2 separate regions of the Mus musculus genome follow, and region 1 is linked to region 2. Evidence: chromatin contacts called from public HiChIP or PLAC-seq data. All regions are on one chromosome and are shown on one strand. Each heading gives the region's core, a stretch centred on a gene start, on an enhancer-like site or on the middle of the called end of the contact. The rest is flanking DNA. Distances are from core to core; before and after follow the strand shown. Region 1 holds the start of Dnajc12 (DnaJ heat shock protein family (Hsp40) member C12). Region 2 holds the start of Tysnd1 (trypsin domain containing 1).

Region 1 (2,700 bases), core at 155-2,654, 1.7 Mb after region 2:
GCCACCGGGCTACATCTACAACCGCCCCAAATTACATGCTATTTTAGACACTTGGAAAAGTATCTTTCTAATTGACCAAATCTTAAAAACTTGCTTCACATTTTCTTCTGTCTCTTAAAAAAATAGGTTAAAAAAAAAACTATCCAAGTAACAGAGGTACAATAAATTAGTAACAGTTTTACACTAAATTGTCAAAACTGACTTCCGATTAGCTAATAGGAAAAAAAAAAATCACCATGTCAATACTCAAACTCCACCGAGGCACATAGGACCTCACAGAGACTGTGAGAGCACACACAGGCCTGTCCGTGTTCAAGCCAGATGAGGTCCCAGCACTGAGAGGGGAAGTAGAGATGGCCTCCCATCCCTAACCAACAAGCCATCTTCAGTTGATATCATCAAGGAAAAAGTAGTTCTCTGTAGCGGGGTCTCACTGGGTATATTAGGCACACTTAAGGGTGGGCTCCGTGCCCAGCAGGAAACGGGTAACACAGAACAAACTCAATGGTATTTTTTAAAAAAGATTTATTTATTTATTATATGTAAGTACACTGTAGCTGTATTCAGACACACCAGAAGAGGGCATCAGATCTCATTATGGATGGTTATGAGCCACCATGTGGTTGCTGACAATGGTATTTTTTAAAGCCTTTTTGTTTTATATTGCATAAAAAAAAATTACTGGCCTTCTGCTGGTATGTTATGGTTTCCCAGTTTGTGTTTTTAATTTTTTTTAAAGATTAATTCATTCATTTTATATATGTGAGTACACTGTAGCTGTCTTCAGACACATCAGAAGAGGGAGGGCATCAGATCCCATTACAGATGGTTGTGAGCCACCATGTGGTTGCTGGGAATTGAACTCAGGACCTTTGGAAGAGTAGTCAGTGCTCTTAACCGCTGAGCCATGTCTCCAGCCCGTGTTTTTAATTTTATAGATTTTGTTTGCATGTGTTTCTTCCATTATTTTTCTCTAAATTCTTTTATTTTAGTTTTTAAAATTTGTTTTCTAACGAGAGAAGGGGGAAAAAAAAAGGCGAGATGTTGGGTGAGTGAAGGAGAGGGGAGGATCTGGGAGGAGTTGGGACCGGGGAACCATAATCAGAATATATATTGTATGAAACAAATTTTTTCAATGAAAGCAAAAAGTAAAGAGCAAACCAAACCAAACCAAAACAACATCAACGACAAACAATAGCATCACCAGCAGCAGCAGCAGCAGCAGCAGCAGCAGCAGCAGCAGCAGCAGCAGCAGCAGCAGCAACAACAACAACAACAACAACAACAACAACAACAAAACACAACAGCAACAAAAAACCCAACAGCAACAACAAACCCCAAACTACAGATCCCAGCAGCCCCGCATGGCAGGCTCGATCCTGGGCAAACAGCCAATGAGAAGCTGTGTTTGCAAAGGGCTGGCTTGACGTCTGGGTGCTCGCTGGTTTGGAAAGTCCTGCTGAAATGTAAAGAGCTTTGCTGTCGCCCCGGAGCTCACAGTGTCGGTGGCGTCGGAGAGGACTGACTCATCCGCTGTAAATGGACGCGATACTGAACTACAGGCCGGAGGGCAGCGAGGACTACTACGCCTTGCTGGGATGCGATGAGCTCTCCTCGGTAAGCAGGGTTGCAGGTTCTCACCAGGTCGCCTTTGAGATCAGCCACGTCTCCTGGAACTCCAACCTCGTACCATTTGGAAGGAGTTTCGGCTCGGAGAAAGTGAAGGATTAAAATGCTTGCTGGTTAATTTGAGGAAAGGACTCCGAACTTCAAAGTATTAGCTGGGAGAGGGACCACATACAGTTTTTATTTATTTAGAGCAGCGGTTCTCAACCTGTGGGTTGCTACGGACTTGGGGTCGCATATCAGATATCCTGCACATCAAATATTTTTAATTACAATTCATAAACGCAGCAAAATTACAGTTATGAAGTAGCAACGAAATAATTTTATGGTTGGGGGTTACCGCAACGTGAGGAACTGTACTAAAGAGTCGCAGCATTAGGAAGGTTGAGAGCCACTGCCTAAGTAAAGGCTGCGATTTAGAGCTCAGGAGGCGGGGCCCCCTGTCTGTAGTCTCCTCGTTCAGAGAAAGTCTCATGGATTTTATAGTACCATTATAACCTCAAATGGTATTAAATACCATTATAATTTCAAATCAAATCAAGTTAGATGTCATATCTGGTGGGAGATTTTTCTTTTAAAGAAAGTAATGCTTCCCTTAGACATCATATACTTGAGACAAATGTGTTATTCTTTTTTTTTTCGAGACAGGGTTTGTCTGTATAGCCCTGGCTGTTCTGGAACTCACTTTATAGACCAGGCTGGCCTCGAACTCAGGAATCCGCCTGCCTCTGCCTCCCGAGTGCTGGGATTAAAGGCGTGAGCCACCACGCCCAGCCAAATGTGTTATTCTTTTAAAGACTTATTATTTTTGTTTTATGTGCATGCATGCATGCCTGTATGTATATATGTATGTGCATTTGGGTTCTATTTGGCTGAGTAGGGATACTTACTCTGTCATATAGCCTGCATTACTTTTTTGTTTGTTTTGTTTTGTTTTTGTTTTTGAGACAGAGTTGGCTTGGAACTCACCATCTCAGCATGTAGATCAAGTTGGCCATGGTTCACAGACATAACTTGCCTCTGCCTCATAGGTGATGGGATTAAAGGCATGTGCCACCATGCTTAGCCACAAAG
Region 2 (2,860 bases), core at 358-2,857:
GAAGTTGGGGAAAGTAGATCTTGTCATCTGTGTCTGCAAACCCAGGACTGCCTGCTCTGAGAATGCGCTTCATTCCAGTTCTGTCTGCCTCAACCGCTGTTTGCCCTTATTAGGTAGGTTTGTGACACAGGAGCACTGGAAGCATTAGGTGTGAGGCTGGGAAAGCAGCAGCAGTGTTAACTCCATTCCCAGAAGTCTCACTGAACATTAATACATCCTCTAATCCCAGCACTCTAGAGGCAGAGGCAGGCCGATTTCTGAGCCAGCCTGGTCTAGAGTGATTTCCAGGACTGCCAGGGCTACACAGAGAAACCCTGTCTCGAAAAACCAAGCCAAACCAAACCAAAAACCATTAATATACTTTAGAGAGATTCATGAAGTCTCTCCAAACATACCTGTTCATGCCCACCTGTCCTTGGAAAGTGAGGAACTTTTTAATACTATATTTTATGTGTACGTGTTTGCCTGCCTGAGTCATGAGTTCAGGGGACAGCAGATGCCAGACGAGAGTATTGAATATCCTGGAATTATAATTACAAGCAACTGTAAGGTACCATGTGGGTGCTGGGAACCAAACTAAGGTCCATGCTTAGAGCTGTAAGTGCTTAGAGCTCTTAAGTGCTGAGCCCTCCTCTCCAGTCTTGATTTTTACACTTGTAAATGGTGGAGGAGATGAGCTGTTATGAAATTCGAATTACGAGACTGGGTTATATGCTGAATATTTGGAAGTGATGATTTTATAGCCCACAAAACCTGAACTAGTTCAGTCTGTACTTTCAAAGTATTTGCCCTGACCTAACATAAATCCGGAGTGGTGGTTAGACATGTCGTGTGAAAGGTTGTATAATACATGGTTAAATAACCCATGGGTAAAGTAAAACTGTAATCCCTGGACTCTAGGGAGGATGTAGGCAGAAGAACTGCCGAAGTTCGATGCCAGTGTGGGCCAAAAAGTGGCACCCTGTGCCACTTTCAAAACAATTTATGTATTTAGGAATTTTAGTAACTGTCCTAGGAGCAATTTTGTGAGTCGCATGCCCCCTAGTGGATTGTTGTAGGATTTACAAAATTTTTTAAGTAGATCGGGGTTTGGTGGCTTGGGAGGTAGAAACTGGTAGATCCCGAGTTCGAGGCCATCCTAGTCTGCAGCTCGAGTTCCTGCACCAAGCAGAGAAACCCTATCTCGAAAATCCAGAATAAACACATGTATGTATGAATGTACGTACTGAATCAACCAAGGGTTCCCTTGGCCCATATTGTTCCACTGTCAAGAGACGGAGGTTGCTTACATCCGTGCAGTGGCTGTAGGGTACAGTTAGATGCCGGTCAAGTACGAGATTCGACTGGGGAGTGTCGCCCTTGTCGGTTTCCCTGTGACGCTTCACGTCTGTGTCTCAGGAGGTTTCTTTTCACCTCTTCCCCCGCCCCTCCACCCCGCCACCCCAAACCCAAGGATTCCTAGGCTGGCTAAATTAAGAGGGCGGGGAAAGGAGGATTAGCAAACGAGGAGTAGCATCAATAGCCAATCAGGACTCGGCGCTGTGCCCAACCAATAAGAGCGGTCGCTTGAGGTTTAGCCAATCGGGCTCGGCAAGGAGGCCTGAGTCAGAGTTTGCGCCAGTCGCCCTGTGGTGACAGCCGTTGTGCGACGTCTTGGGGAAGCCATGGGGCGGCAATGGGGACCCTCTATGAGAGTGGCGGAGCAGGCGGGCTGCGTGGTGAGCGCCTCGCGGGCCGGACAGCCTGACGCGGGCTCGTGGAGCTGCAGCGGGGTGATTCTGAGCCGTAACCCAGGCCTAGTGCTGTGCCACGGAGGCATCTTTACCCCCTTCCTGCGGACGGGCAGCGCGGCGCTGACCCAGACGGGCACCGCCTTCCTGCCGGGCGACAGTTGCAGCGATGACCTACGTCTCCACGTGCAGTGGGGACCCACGGCTGCCAGCCCTGCCGGTCGCGCGGATCAGGAACTCCCGGGGCTGTGCACGCCTCAGTGCGCAAGCCTGGGCCTCGAACCCGGCGCCCCGAGCCGGGCCCGCGCGCGGCCTCTGCAGCCCCCGCGACCAGCGCAGCTGCTGTTGCTGCTCAGCTGCCCGGCCTTCCGCTCGCATTTCGCTCGGCTCTTCGGGGCCGATGCGGTCGATCAATGGCACTTCGTAAGCTCGGCGCCCGACGATGCGGTTTCGGAGGAGGAAGAGGAGGACCAGCTGCGCGCGCTCGGCTGGTTCGCCCTGCTGCGGGTGCAGCGGGGCGCGGCGGCGGAGGAGAGGCGCGGACCGGTGGTGACCGTGGCACCGCTCGGGGCCGTGGTCAAGGGCGCACCGCTGTTGGCTTGTGGCTCTCCGTTCGGTGCCTTCTGCCCGGACATCTTCCTCAACACGCTGAGCCGCGGCGTGCTCAGCAACGCGGCCGGGCCGCTGCTGCTCACCGACGCGCGCTGCCTGCCGGGCACGGAAGGCGGCGGAGTGTTCGCCGCTCGACCTGCGGGTGCGCTGGTGGCTCTGGTGGCCGCGCCGCTCTGCTGGAAGGCCCGCGAGTGGGTGGGCCTCACGCTGCTGTGCGCCGCCGCCCCGCTGCTTCAGGTTGCCCGCTGGGCGCTCGCCCGTCTGCACCCCGGCTCCGCTTCCCTGTCTGTGCTGCTGCCGCCACCCGATGTGAGCACGCCACGGGGCCTGCCTCTGCGCGATCTCGGACCCCCGTGGGCGGCCGCGGCGGTGCTGGTGGAGTGTGGTACCGTGTGGGGCTCCGGAGTGGTCGTGGCGCCTCGCCTGGTGGTCACCTGTCGCCATGTGGCACCCCGGGAAGCAGCCAGGGTGTTGGTACACTCCGCTACACCCAAGTAAGACTCAGGACTGCCCGCCCT

Evidence for each region. HiChIP or PLAC-seq counts read pairs in DNA pulled down with a chosen protein or histone mark.
Region 1: a contact with region 2 is called in an H3K27ac HiChIP or PLAC-seq map of thymic regulatory T cells, with 8 times the contacts expected there. The contact joins the promoter of Dnajc12 here to the promoter of Tysnd1 in region 2. A contact is called at or near these places in 1 of 39 promoter capture datasets (pre-B cells), 1 of 484 Hi-C or Micro-C datasets (CD4 T cells) and 1 of 115 datasets of contacts at active chromatin or transcription factors (thymic regulatory T cells).

The regions. Positions count from the first base shown.
Region 1 is chr10:63,385,159-63,387,858 of GRCm38.p6, forward strand. Dnajc12 (DnaJ heat shock protein family (Hsp40) member C12) reads left to right here and starts at 1,405. Exons shown (of 5, transcript NM_013888.3): 1 at 1,405-1,617. The coding sequence starts at 1,540.
Region 2 is chr10:61,693,907-61,696,766 of GRCm38.p6, forward strand. Tysnd1 (trypsin domain containing 1) reads left to right here and starts at 1,608. Exons shown (of 4, transcript NM_027912.1): 1 at 1,608-2,836. The coding sequence starts at 1,665.